Regions from separate parts of the Anas platyrhynchos genome. Here region 1 is linked to region 2. Evidence: chromatin contacts called from public Hi-C data. All regions are on one chromosome and are shown on one strand. The core of a region is the stretch at or near the end of the contact, and the rest is flanking DNA. Distances in the headings are between cores, read along the strand shown. Region 1 overlaps RBFOX2 (RNA binding fox-1 homolog 2). Region 2 overlaps RBFOX2 (RNA binding fox-1 homolog 2).

Region 1 (6,576 bases), core at 2,249-4,748, 58 kb after region 2:
GTGCAGGCAGGTCCTCTGCAGTTGCGTATGTACCCAGGTATGAGGGTGGGCTTGATCTGATGCAGCCACGGACTGCCCCCAGACGAGCCATCACCCTGCTCCTTCCCTGCTGCTGGCCTCTGGATCCTGCTGCCTCCCTGCATGGGAATCCGCACTCGTGCGACTGTGAGTGTGATCGGTTTGCTAATCTGCCCGAAAAGCTAATCGTGGTTAGCTTGGATTAAACATACGTGACACATCTGCAGTGCACTGTCTCTTAGCTGTGATTCATTTGAATTCTGGTCCAGAAGAGGAAACTTAACCCTCTTCGCCCAGCGGTGAAGTCATCTCACTCGTCCGGGGGATGCTTCTGCCACTCTGGGTGCCTGTTGGATCAGTGTGTGACTAGATTCACCGTATTTTGAGGCTTTATTTTCATAGCAGTTTGGTAGAAGCTAGCTGTCTTATGGAAATCTCTCTCCCAAGAACATTTGACTATGAATGCAACGTGGAAAATGTTCACGTGGAGCTGAGAACACCGCCAGGGTAGGTGCTAAAGATTGGTTTCAAACAGGAATCTGAGCCTGGCCTTTCATTCATGCTGGCTTTTCTTGCTTAGGAAGCATCCATCCTGGGGACTTTTTCCTTTGTTCCCAACCCCCTTTCTACCCCAATAATTTTCAGAAGTAGTTTCATTCCTAGTATGGAATAGAAACAGATGTTGGAGCCTTGATGGAGTCTTGTGAAGCACAATTCTCTTTCTAATCAACCCCAGAGAGCGTGAATTGATTGAAAGCATTTGTTGGGACGCCTTAATTGCCAGTAACATTTAACTTCTGCTTCTTTTTTTCTTTTTATTTATTTTTTTTGGGGAAAGGGGAATAATGTAGATTTTAGGCGGAGGAAATCCGTGTTCTTAAAATCTCAAGGTGGGCAGGTACGTTTCAGGCTGTGGCTCTGGACCTTGCTGATGTGCTACTCTCAGGCTTTGGCCGTATCCAGCCGGGAGCCTCTCTGCAGGTTGCCCAGGGGCTTCTTAATTACAGGAGCGCACGTTCAGCACCGAGAGCCCACATCTGCACGTAGGGATGGAGCAAACCTTGGCCAGTCCTGGAAATAATGACAGTGTGGGGATGAGTGAGTGCTTCCTGTGTAGAAGGGTAAGATAAGACTACAATTGTCTTTCTTCCTTTCCTACAACAGAGGGGCTTGAACTTCTCCATTTTTTTATTTTTTTATTTAAAAAAAAAAAAAAAAAGCCAGCTGCTTTCTTTTACCAAACAGTTTTTGGTGGCCTGGAGTGATAGAGCGCATATTGGAAGATAACTTGTTCTTCCCTTGCTTTACATATCGAGGAGAAGGAAGGACAAGATTAGATAATCTAGTGGAAGCTCGCACCGGGAAGTTGAAGAAAACATGCCTTTAAATGGTGAGCGAGGTGCGGGTCTGTGCCTGGGCATCTATTTTGGTGGAAGGGTAGCTTATTTAGGCTTAAGCTAAGCCAATTGAAAAAGCATGTCCTCAAATGATTGCATCCAATGTAAGTAACAATAAAAAACTGCGCCTCTAAACTTTGCCTTAACAAATCTGGCATAAAACTCCAAATTCTTGCAAAACTTTTCAGGGGTTCAGGAGGCATTGCTGTTGTGTCTACGGTAGCAGAGTCAAAAATCCCCACTGTGTCATAAATCTAATGAAAAGCAAGCTCCAGGCATGGAGGTGAAATCCCAACCCCCCTCATTTTGTGATCCTCCTCAAGGTGCTTTTATGATCGACCAACATCAAGGAAAAAAAAAAAGTTGATTTTATCAGTCTGGGTCGCCAGACAGACAGACAGACATGCTGGCCTCGCTCTCTGGAGTCTCAGCAATGCCTTTGTAGTGCTCGCTGCAGGTGTGGGTGTCGGGTTGGGGTCATGCACCCAGGCCGGTCCAGGGAAGGTTTGGGCAGAGGTGAAGATTGCCAGGGGCTGGTGATGTAGTCACTGTGCTCAGAAGTTACCTTGTGCTGTCCTAGGTCTTGTAATCAGTAACGCTTGCTGGGAAGGCGTGTTGTCCACATGTATTTTTGGCATTTTTCTCTTTTTGTTCTCCTTCCCTTGTGTCTTCCCCCTTCCTTTTAGCTTTGTATGGCCTTTTCATTCCGAACCTTTCTTTCCATAGGCTTTGTACCTATGGGGTCGGGTGCTAAAGGACTGATTTAGAGTAAAAGTTAGAAGTTGTAAAGCTCTTCCCATTCAGAAGCTGGTCAATAATGAAATGGCGATGACGTGGAAAGTGTTATTACTGTGTTTTGGGGTAAAGAGCTTGTATGATGTTCCCAGATCCCAGAAGGGTTCGTGTGGCTGAGTTTCAGCAGGATGGGGGTGATGGAAACACATGGCTGCACCATCCCATGCATCACTTCGGCTTGTGTTTGACTGTCTTCAACACAAACTGACCCTAAAGAGCAAGGCATAATTTAGATTGCTCCCTAATATGCTTGTTATCATCAGGGGGCAATTTGGGGATGGCCTGGGAGAGGGTTAATGTGTGCTGCGGCTCGCCCCAGCTCATCCCACTGCGGGTGCCCCAGCCCTTTGCTCCCCCCCATCTGGCTCCCGTTCTCCTCTTGCTCTCTGCCAAGCCGCTTCAGCACTCTTAACTGGGAACAAAACTAACCTGATAATAAAAAGTACTTCTTAGTACTCTTAGTATGTAAGAGGGCGGCGGCTCCACTTGGAGCCGTAGCACCCACGGGGCCCCAGGAGGCTGTTTTGGGAGGGCTGGGAAGGTGAGCCCACTGCAGCAGGCTTAATTTGCGTTCACGGTGAGAAGGGGGAGAAAGCAGCCTGTGTTTTCTCTCACTTCTCTCTTGGTCTGCTACAGCAGGGTTGCAGGGTGGCCCTTGTCTGCTCCACGAGGAGCCACACGAGGCCTCTTCTGCGGGAGCCACGTGGCACATTTGCCTCCCCAGGGGCCTCTGTGACTTGCTCAGAGGGGGACAGCGCCGTTCCCTCATCCCTATCTCGTTGGGCTCTGCAGATCCGAGCTCCGAGCACTTTTTGCTGTTGACGAAAGGGATTAGGGCTGGCACGGAGAGCAAACAGCCGTAGCTGGGAACACACCAGTCGTCACAAACACCTTAATTGCCTTCAGCTAGCCGGGAGGCAGCTCCTTCCAGCCTCAGTAACACAGGCACGGCAGAGGCTTGTCTGTCAGCAGCGGGGCTGGCCCTCCCCGTGCCCTCAGCAGGCATCTGCTCACGTCTAGCCCGATGTTTTGGGGCTTACCAGCAGTGAAAGGTGCCTTGAAGAGGCTCACGTTTACGAGCTGTAACATTTCCTTGAGCCTTTCTCCGAAGCTCGTGGCTCTTCATAAGCTACCGGGCAACACCCAAGTTGTGGCGCTTCCCAAAAGCGGCCCCTGGCAAAATACACCGAGCTTTTTGTTAGCTGACAGCTTTACGGGAGCGGGAGGCCTTTGTGTGTGTGGTTGCGGCCCTGGCGCTCGGTGCCGCGATCTTGGATCACCACCTGCTGTCTGCTGACAGAATTCACCCTAAATCCCCTCCGCAGAGCCACGGTGCTTCTGGTGGAGGCTTCCCCCCACCCTCTGTGAGGTGCTGCCACACGGGTTTGCTGAAGGCTCGTCTGCCCAGCTTTTGTTAATTAAGTTACCGCCACATCGCCTCATGGAGCTGTGTCCCCGTTTGGGGTTTCTCACTGCCTTAAAATGGGTTTTTGAATAAAACGTGGGCTGAGCTCCGTAGGCCAAACCCCGACCCAGAGACGGGAAGCTGGCAGCTCGAGGACAAGGCCTTGGCTCTGTAGGGCTGAGAGCAGGGCCCGAATCTGGGAACCTGGTCTGGTATCTGTGTCCTCTGTCCCTTTGGTGCCCTGGTGGTGTGAGCTGATGGGGCAGGTGTCGGAGCTCGGCCCCAGGGAGCTGCTCCGAGCCCCGCAGATAAATAAGCGCTTGCTGTGGGAGCGGGGGAGCTGCGGCCGCCATCTACCTCGCAGCTGAAGGAAGGGGCTGTCTGCTCCTGAGCGCTAATTAGGTTCATTTCATCCCATCACACACGTCGCTAGCAGCAGCAGTCGATGGGGGAGCGTCGCTGGGCTTTCTCCATCCTGCGATCCTGGCATCTGTGCACGCGTTTGGCAAGGGTGACCACTCTTTGGCGTGGCCACCTCAGTCTGTCCCTGTCAAGCCCTGACGTGGGGAACCTCACGAGTTAAACCAGGCAGCACTGGCGATGCGGTGAGGTATGTTGTCGAGACAGGACAGACCAAATAGTTGCAGCTCAGCCCTTCTGGTTGCATCCCCCCCCCTCTGCATACCTCCAGCAAGGGTTTTCTCGCTGCTCGTTAGACCTCCTGGGAAGTGGGAAAAGCAACGCTCCTGACTGCAGGGCTTGCCCTGGAGGGTTGGAGGTAGGGAATGGAGTTCAGGTTCTGTGTTTGAAGATAAATGGGATTTTTTTTTTTTTTGTTAGTTCTTGAAAATATGAAGTGTTGGGTAAATGTTGAAATTAGGTAGAGTAACGGGAGGGGAGGATATCGGTCTGCCACGAAACCTGCGGAGAACACCTCAGGAGTTCTTCTTTGTAGACAGCAGTGGAGACAGGACAAGTAATTCCACAGCACTGAAGGAAATTAAAATTATATATATAAAAAAAATAATAATCAGATGGGAAACGTGTACCTAATCATATCAAGAGAAAATAATTTGAGATCCAGATACTCCCTCGGATGATGAAACCTGGACAAGCATAATAGTGGTAGATCTACAGATAACCTGAGACATTAAATTAAAGATACATTTGTAATAAAAAAATATGATTTCTGCATGTGTTAGTAAGATTGCTAAAAACCGAAGTGACAGTGGTATTAAAACATTGCATTCTGTACCAAAAATTCCTTATATAAAGATCTTAGGAAGGTCAGAGAGAAGTAATAAATAAAGTTGCCAGGTTATTTTGGCTTGTGAGATGTGATTAAGCTCCGAATAAATATGTATCATCAAAACACCACGAGAGAGAGAGATAGCATTTTTCATCCTTCAAACAGTTGTAGATAATTGAAGAAAGGAGAGAAAATATTTAAAAGGTTGCAATGCATTTAAACCAGAAGGAGCAGTATTAACTGAGGGGGGGGGGGGGAAACGTTGAGAATAAGATGATACAAGGTTTCTGGGCTGGCATTTTAAGTAGCCGAGGAGTGAGATTAAACAAAACGCTGGAGTATGTCCTTCAGGGAGCAACTCTGCACTGTTGAGAAGATGGCATAATAGGTTTTGTTGGTGGCTAATTAGCATTCCCATCCTCCTATCAGGGATCCCACCAGCTTACGAATCTGGTTTGTTCGAAGAAAATTAGAAATAGTTTCTGCTGCGGCATCTTTCCTGGGGTTATCTTACCGATTTTTGAGATTAAAAAAAAAAAAAAAAAGATCGGTTTCATATTTAGCTCTTAATGTTTAACAAAAGAAATGGGCTGGCAACGTGAGCTGTATGGAAACAGGCGGGAGGCTGGATGTAACAAAACGTGGTCAGCAGCAGAGAGCTTGGAAAGACGGTGACGTGGAGCTGGAGCTCGCCCCACGGATCTCCAGCGGGGTTGAGGCTGTCGGCAGCCCCACACCATAACGCTGGGAGTGAGCACAAGCACAGGGAGCCATCCTCGTTTTGGGGCAAAGAGTCATCACTTTGCGTGAGGGCTGCGCTCTGCAGCCTCACCCGAGGGAGACAAAGCCAGGCTGCCACGAGGCCTGGGTACGCCGACGTCCGAGCAGATTTGGGACTCGGATGGCATCTGAATGAGCTGGTGCTGGCTGCATGCATGCTGTCATCGTGCCCTTTGCCGGGAAGGGAAAGTCCCAGGTAGCCTGATAAAGGGACTGGGAGGTTTGTCCAGCTGCAGCGGGGGCCCTGCAGCCCCGGCGTGCTCCCTGCTGAAGGCTGCTCTGTAATTCCCCGCCTGCAGGACAAGCTCCTTTCCCCCTTTTCCTCCGTTGATTGAAGCATGCTGGTGTCAGAATAGGCTCAAGTACCTCTGGGCTTTGTGGGGGAGGACCCGGGGCTGGAACAGCAGCCAAAATTTAAAATCAGGATTAGTCTGTTGACACGCACATAAATCAAACAGCCTTGCTATCATAAATCTTCTCCGTGGATTTCGCTGCGGCGGCGGTGAAAGCGGTAGGAGCAGTGCTGCGGGCTGGGCCTCCTAGGGTTGGGTTTCAATGCCAAGGCTGTGCTCCTGCACCCCAGGGGGCTCGGGGAGGTCTCCCCAGCTCCCCCCTTTTCCTAGCTTTGAAGGGATCTTGAAAGCTAGCACCTTGTTCTTCTATCTCTGCGTCCGTAGCAATCGGTATCTGTGTTTTCCTTAGCAAGCAAACTGCACGCCTGATAGCTTGTTCTCCGTATGCCACCCAGCAGCGAGAAAGTTGCCCAAAAGAGATTAAAAACCGGTGTCATAGTTCGGAGGAGCGAGGCGTGCTCCTTTTGATAGAGAAGATAACAGCAGACGGTGCAGTATTACAGCGGCGGTGGGTGGGATGTTGACACGGACTGTTTGTGGATAACTTCTCCGGGTGATGTTTCCATCTGCCTGCCGCGG
Region 2 (7,305 bases), core at 1,224-3,723:
TCAGTTTGAGTTCAGGCTTGAGGTGAGATGCTGTTAAATCCTCTCCAATTGTCAGCCTGATCCCCTGGGCTGCTGCTCGCTTGCTGCTTGGGGCTATCTGCTGGAGCATCGCAGGCAAGCTGTGCGCGCTCCCTCCCCGTGGCTGTGGGGCTGCTCTGGGCGAGTTGTGCTTGCAGGCTGTGAGAACAGGAAGCCTCCCCTCTTGCTTTCTTTCTGTTTATTTTCCTTGTGCAGGGAGCTGGGAGAGGAAGCCCAGGGTGGTCTGGGTCTCCTTTGCCTGTCTCCCTCCTCTCCATCACATGGATGAAGCGTGAATTTGGGGATGTTGCCTCGACTTGGTTAGCAGCTTGGAAGTTCAGCATGGATTAGGGTATCCACAAAAACCTCTTGGTTTAGTTCAGTGTTACCATACCAAGCTGCTCTCGCCATGAAGTAGTGACCTTCAGGAAGAAAATGTCTTGGTTACTTCTCTGTTCTTATTTGTACCATGGTTGCACCAGCCAAAATCTCTCCAGTTATAAAGGCTGCGTGTCTCAAGAGTTTAAACCTTTAAGTAGTATTCCTGAAAAGCATTTGGGTTTTTAATTTGTTTCCCTTCTTGTAACTGACCAGGGAAATACACCCTCTAGTGAGTATGCTAACTTGCTGGGTAAATGAGTAAGATTGTGGCAGCAGAAGTGGTGTTATTAGGGAGCTGGAAGGGAGGGTTTATGTTTGTGGGTTTTTGGTTTGTTTGCCACCTTATTTACACTTCTGGTTTGAATGAAGTATATTTAATGCAAATCCTTAAACTGAGTGACAGAGAGAGGGAGAAAGGCCTTGAATAAAAGTTCAAAACTGTTCTCTTTGAGCAAAGGGCCAGGACAAAGATCAGGAAGTATCTGAGGTCCTCTGTGTAAAATGGGGAAGGTTTGGTATTCATGGTACTGTAGGGGAGTATTTCTTTGCCTGAAAGTAAGCGATGCAAGGCTTGGGATAGACCCAAGCTAATGAGGGGGGACTGCTCTAAACATCTTCCTTATGTCTAAGATTGGGTGAATTAGGGGGTAAGACTGCCAAATCTGCTGCTTCCTGGCTTCCACAACCTCCCTTCAGGCAAGCAGTAAAATATTTCCTCTCTGTACTACACAGGACTTATGGGATGTTCTGTTACTGGCTGCGATGTCCCATAAAAGATAACAAGCTTCATTTTAGAGAATGCAGTCTGAGCAAAAAGCTCTAAGATAATCAAGAGGTGGGAAGCGTCTGTGAAGCAGTTGCACACGGAGGGGTCTGGTGGTGTGTAGTGGGGTAACTGCGTGGGGTTACAGCTTAGCACCTAGGCAGTAAGCAGGGTGGGGACAGTTTAAGGTGTGTTACAGAAATACGGTTACCACTGCAGCAGGGGAGGACTTGCTGGGACATCTTTTACAGGATGGCATCCAACTCTAACTTGCAGTGTTCAGAGGGGAAAATGTTGATGATGGGAAGAATTTAGTGAAAAGCAACGTAAATTGAGATACTGGGGTAGGAAAAAAAGCAGAGTGGAAGCAAAGTTGAAGGAGAGGTTGGTTACAGACTGAAGTTCAAGCAGATCCAGTCACCGATGACTTGGAAGAGGAAGGATGAGCTCCAAGACCACTCCAGTAACCTTTCTCCTCCAAATTCAGAACCATCTCGGGAAAACACTTGTCTGGTGACTCCTCATTTTCTGAAGCCCCAGCTATATCCCTATAAGAAACTGCAGGAAAGATGCAGGAGTTGGGAGTAGAAAAAGCTATAGTGTGTACACCGCCAAGCACTGCGGGTGTTACAAAACTGCTTTCTAAAATTATATTCTGAACTGAGGCATGATGGCCACATTCCCTAGATCTCTCCTCTCCTTTCTGTGTAGCTGATCTCCTGCTATCAAGACCCATCCAAAGGGTTAAGTAGCACATGAAGCATACTGTTGTGCAGTTGGCAAGTCCTGTAAATGGATCTAAATGTGTTTATTTCCCTTTTCCCTCGTGTCTGCTGCTTTCCTAGCCTCTGAATACAAGGCAGGGAATCCTCTTCTTGGAGAACACTGAATATCTTTCACAAACTCCTTCAGCAAGCTCCATATCAACGCGTGCCTCACTGTTACTCAATAGCAAAACAAAAAAACAACGACAAAAAAAAGGAGAAAAGTTATATGAGACGATGAAATGAGGGAGAAGAGTGCATCTAATTGGAATACATGGGAAGACTTCCTGACAATAAGATCCCGGAGCCCTATAAGCAGTCTCTCAAGGGAAGTAACGATTACCTTGCTGATGAATAGTCCGGCCAAGTTCTGGGGCTGCAAGGCGTTGGCAGGAAATGGGCTGGATGATGTAATATAAATTCCTTTCATGTTTGAGTTGTCCGATTCAAGCGATTTCTCATCTCTTCTCGGGGTTAAAGAGAGGAGCTGTGAGTCATCCTTCTTGGGAGAGGACCAGGAGACCACTTTTTTGTTCTCTGATGTACTTTCTGACCGTTAAGTCTTACCCAATGCAATGCAAGAGCCTTGGAGACTCCAACCCCTTGAGGTATTTGGGCTAGAGGGGCAGCATTTTGGTCAGATTTCCCCTTCCGAATGGTTTTGGAAGTGCAAGAGACTATGGCTTGTGTATTAGAAGCAGTCAATAAAATGATCGGTTGGAGGAGTGCAGGGTAAAACCCAATGGTGTAGAGAAAACAGCTTGTTTGTGGGTATTAGATCACACTGAAGAGCATAAACGTGGCTATTCTGGGCCGGGCAGAAGGTCTCTGTGCTCCAGCGTCGTGTCTTTGACAGTGTCTAATGGCAGGTACTTAAAGCACAGGGAGCAGCGCCAAGATTCGGCGATACTTCCCCTGCTAGGTACTCTTTAAGCAGTCTGGTGGCTTTGGGATTTCCTGGCCATAGATTCTTTTTTTTTATTATTATTATTTTTAAGGTCACCTGTGATAGATTTTTCTTTATTGAACTCGTTTAAATGCTTGCTGAGGCTGTCTAAGTCTTTGGCATCCACAACATCCTGTGGTGACGAGTCCTGCACTTTAGGTATATTTTATGAGGGAGGGGGAAAAAAAAAAGTCCTTCTGTGCACAGCTAACTTAAAACTGAGCTGTTTTGGGAGCTGTCAGGGGTGGGACAGGAACAACCTGCGGGCTCAAGGCCTCAGTTCCTAGCGCATCCACAGCTGCACTGACACGTATGGGTTAGGATTTTCTTCCTAACTGGGGGGAAAAGAAATCACAACAGAGAGTAGAAAGAAAATGTGAGTAGTTCATGTGTATTTAACACCTTTTTCTTCCTGAAAGGCTGCACTGCTTTTGCAAAAGCGACTCCCGGGTTCCCCCAGGCAGGTGTACGTGCTGAGGAAGGACAGGCCGGGTTCCTGAAGCGTCCCAGTGCAGCATGGTGTGGCGGTGAGCGATGGGATTTGGGGCTCTGTGGAGGGCCCTGGAGGAGCAGGGAGGGTGCCCCGATACCTGGGCAGCCCGGCTGGGCCCAGGGCCTTGGGGTGCCCGGGTTGGGGCTGGCCCTGCGGCTCGGGCTGTGGGCTGCCAGAAGAGGGCACCCAGCGCTCAGCCAGCGCCTTTCTCCTGCCTCCGCTCGTTTTCCAGAGCGTGCCTTTGGGGTTATCTCTTGGTTTCCGACCCTTGCCGTGAAGCAGGAGCACCTCGTGCTTCAGGGAGAGCAGGGGAGGGCGATTCGGTGCCCCGTGTCCAGCTTGGTTTTGGCCTCTCCAGGTTCCCTGGAGGCTGTCTGTGTTCTGCAGAGCAGGAAATCTGACAGAACCACGGGATGGCTGAGGTGGGAAGCGACGTGGTGGCCCCCTGCTCCAAGGCCTGCCACAGCAGGGTCACCCGGAGCAGGCTGCCCAGGACCACGTCCAGGTGGCTTTTGGAGGTCACCAAGCAAGGAGAGAGTCCACAGCCTCTCAGGGCAAGCTGCTCAGTCTCAGAGCCTTCAGGGAAATGAAGGATGTACGTGTGTGAATAAATACATAAACACTATTTCTCCATCCTTTTTTCTGTCTTTTATTTTTTTAAAGGGAGAGCTCAAGGAATAAAACCAGTCAGTGTAGTTACAGGACCGAGGAAGATGTTGAAAAAGATCGGATGCTTACAGTCAAGATGCTTTACCAAAGGAAATTAAGGCAACAGCAGACAGAGATTGCTAATTTTTAAGGACCAATCATGTCAGATGAATTTAATTTTCTCCTTTGACATGGCAGCAGGCCTGGCAGATGGAGAAAGCTACTGGCTTCGGATCTAGTCCGGCCTGACCTTTACATAAACTAGGCAAATGAAAGGTGAAATGAAGAAGCGCCTGAGCACCTCATTGGAAAACTATGTCTGGAGTAATTATGTCATGCTTTGCTCTGTGTGTGTGGTATCTGGAGTCTTAACATGGTCTGTCCTGGCTGCTGTGCCCTCCCGTGCTTCTCATCGAACATCAGGGTAATTCAGTGAATGAATATATGTGTGTGTGCGCACTGGCAGCCTTTGGAAGGCAGCGGTAGGTGTCAAAAAGATCCCGGTAAATTGAGGAAATGGTTTGAAATTCAACAAAACCAAGCTGTATTAATGAAGGGAGCTGAATTCCCAATGTGAAATGGAGAGTAGCTGGCTAAGCAGTAGTACTGAAGGAAACATCTGGGGTAACAGGAGATAACAAACTGAGTACGCGGCGCTGGTTTTTGTGGTCTTAAGAATTTGGAATGGATTTCCAGGTGTGTCAAGTAACGAGGGAAGGTAATTATTCTTCAGAGCTCAGCACGGTGAGTGGAGCACTGTACCTGGTTATAGGTGCTTCAGGAAAGATGCAGGCAGGGTTTGGAAAAAGTCCAGGGAAACAAACAAAAAAAAAAGGAGGCTTCAGTTGCGTGATATATGAGGAAAACATTTCTTTAAAAGCAGGAAAAAAATAAAAAGAAAAAAGAACAGAAAAGTATGGAGGATGGGGGATGATTATTTACTGTGTCCATTAAAGACAGCATAGTTTGCATCAAAGAAGACCTAAATTGTGTATTACGGGGTGAAACATTTTCTGTTTCAGTGTAGTGAAGCACTGAGGCAGGGTAATTTTAGGGGACCAGGGTTGCTGCTTCTTGGAGTCTGTAATAACAAGTTAGGCAATTCCTGATGGATGCTTGTCTAAACATGCTCTGCATTGCCTCTGAGCAGAGAGGACCTCTCGTCTCCCCTGCCCTGTACTACTCATATTATTCTGTGACAGTAAAAAAAAACACACAGCAGTTGTTACCACATGCAGAATTCCACAGCTGTGTGACTGCTGTTATCTTGGACCTTTCTCTTTTATTTGTGTGGGGGTCTAAATTGTAAAATAAGGAATCTTCTGTGCTGCTGTATGATCTTACGAGTGCCAGAGGTCCGTTCTCTGTGACAGCTGTCTCATAGCTCTGTTTCTTCCTCCTCTCGCCTATTACTCAAAGGGTGCAGGATGTTCAGCATCTCTGAGTCAGTCCTTCCCTCTGCCTCGCTGTAATAACACGCATCGCGTATGAACCTCAGAGCTGTTTGCTATCTTGATTTCTCTTTAAGTTCCCTGGCCAGCTCTCCTTCTCCGGTGCTTAGAGCTTTCCTGTTTTCTTTACATAAACACCTTCTCGCTAGCCTACCTGCAGCTCCCGCTGCACCGAAAGAGGACCGAGAGATTTGGGCAGGAGCCTTCCTGCTGTCGGGAAGTGTCTGTGGGAGGGCAGCCTCTGCGTTAACTGCTTCGCTGCCCGGCTCGTGCTTCAGCGGGACCCCGAGTCAATGAATGGGATCGCTCGCTCTTCTGCCCGCTTCTCCTGCACGGTGAGTGAGCAGCTCTGCCTTCGCTGCTGAAGGATGCTGCAGGCTTCCTCAGCAAGCTTAGCAGATACTCCCCGGAATAGCTGCTTGGAGGGAAGATGGTTTCGTTCTTCCTCGATGTGAAGGGAGAGGTGTTTCCAGCGTAACGTCGCTCGGAGCAGGCATTTGCCAGATGGTTTCAGCTCCCCGGAGGCTTTGGGATGTGAAAGGAGAAGGGCCAGGAACACACTTCTGATTCATTCCATTAGTAGATTAATCGGCACTGTCCTGGCTTAATAAGTCTCGTAGATTTCCCAGTGGAAAATGGCACATGTAATTCTGCCCAGGTCACGCTCTGCACACCTGTGTTGGAGCTTGCACAGCGAGGAGCTGCGCTGCTGCAGGCGACATCTGCACGAGAAGGCTTTGCGGGAAGGGCAGGCTTGGCGGCGGGGGGAAAGGTGAGGGAGAATGTTTTGAACGAGTCCTGTTAGGTAATGCTAGTGGGAGTGAGACGGCTTGTGAGAACATGCTTGAATTCTTCTGCCATTTTGGTGGTGGTGGGGGGGGTGTATTTAAAAACGTTGCAGTGCTAATACCATGATACGGAGCCTTTTCTTTTTTTTTTTTTTCTTTTTCATGTTGTATTAATTGCCGGCTAGATTGCGTTTTCCAGGAAGTCTGTGATTAGAGGACAAGGGTGCTCTTCCTGATAAAGGTCAGAGGCTGCTGTCTGCAGAGGCTGGTGGTGAAACGAAGGGACCCGACTGACAGTTTTCAGCCGAAAACCTGAGCAGATGCTGTGCAGCTATTTACTTGGGGGTGGTGGTGGGGGGGGGGGGCTCCCCCATGACCTGTCTCTTCCCCGCCTCTCTTTCCGCAGGCCAGCCAATTGTTGGGGAGTGGATTTAGTTGCTGCTGCCGCCCACACAGGAGAAGGTTTGTAGCTCTTGGCAGTTTTAGCAGGAATCTGCGTTTTTAACTCTTCTGCTGCCTGCGGGCTGCGACGAGCCGCTCTGCCGTGTCACGGCAGCCCCGAGCTGCGCTTGCCGCGATGCCTAATAAAGTTTTACTGGTAGCATTGTTCCTGATGAGACCCATTAAATTCCTTCACGGCCGGGTTTTAATGAGGAGAGGCTTGAATTACTGCCAGCAAACGCATCCTGTCCTTTTCTGGTCCGTCATTTCCCCGATACACCTGGGGAGCACGGGCTGCCCTTTCTCACAGGTCAACAGGACGGCAGCGGCTCATGTTGGCAACAGCTTCATCATCATCTCCATTTCTGGGGCACCTGTCACCCTGGCTCCTTGCCACTGTTTCCCTAAGCTAAAACAGTGCTCCTCAATTTCAAGTGCTCGGAGAACATGTTGTTTTCCAACCATTTATGGCAACCAGCTCCAATCCTCTGCAGGGTCTGCAGAAAGACTGACGGGGCCAAAGGAGTAAATGTCATGAGCCTCCGGAGCTTTCTGCTGAAAGCTGAGATAGAGATATTTTACGTCCCGCGGTATATGGAGCCGGATTTAGGC

Evidence for each region. Hi-C and Micro-C count contacts between places; a contact is called where the count stands out from the background.
Region 1: a Hi-C map of subcutaneous adipose tissue shows a contact between it and region 2, with 2.0 times the contacts expected there. The contact joins two enhancer-like sites. A contact is called at or near these places in 4 of 8 Hi-C or Micro-C datasets (F1 follicle, skeletal muscle and subcutaneous adipose tissue).

Annotation. Positions count from the first base shown.
Region 1 is chr1:55,199,368-55,205,943 of IASCAAS_PekinDuck_T2T, forward strand. All of the region lies in intron 1 of RBFOX2 (RNA binding fox-1 homolog 2), which reads left to right. Among named protein-coding and RNA genes, the nearest start is that of MB, 75 kb to the right of the region's middle. Within about 2 kb of position 3,499, at least 1 of the 8 cell types and tissues checked has an H3K27ac peak or open chromatin away from gene starts, as enhancers often do. A contact at or near this core is called in subcutaneous adipose tissue, where this site is marked.
Region 2 is chr1:55,142,303-55,149,607 of IASCAAS_PekinDuck_T2T, forward strand. The region is part of intron 1 of RBFOX2 (RNA binding fox-1 homolog 2); the gene reads left to right. Among named protein-coding and RNA genes, the nearest start is that of RBFOX2, 38 kb to the left of the region's middle. Within about 2 kb of position 2,474, at least 3 of the 8 cell types and tissues checked have an H3K27ac peak or open chromatin away from gene starts, as enhancers often do. A contact at or near this core is called in subcutaneous adipose tissue, where this site is marked.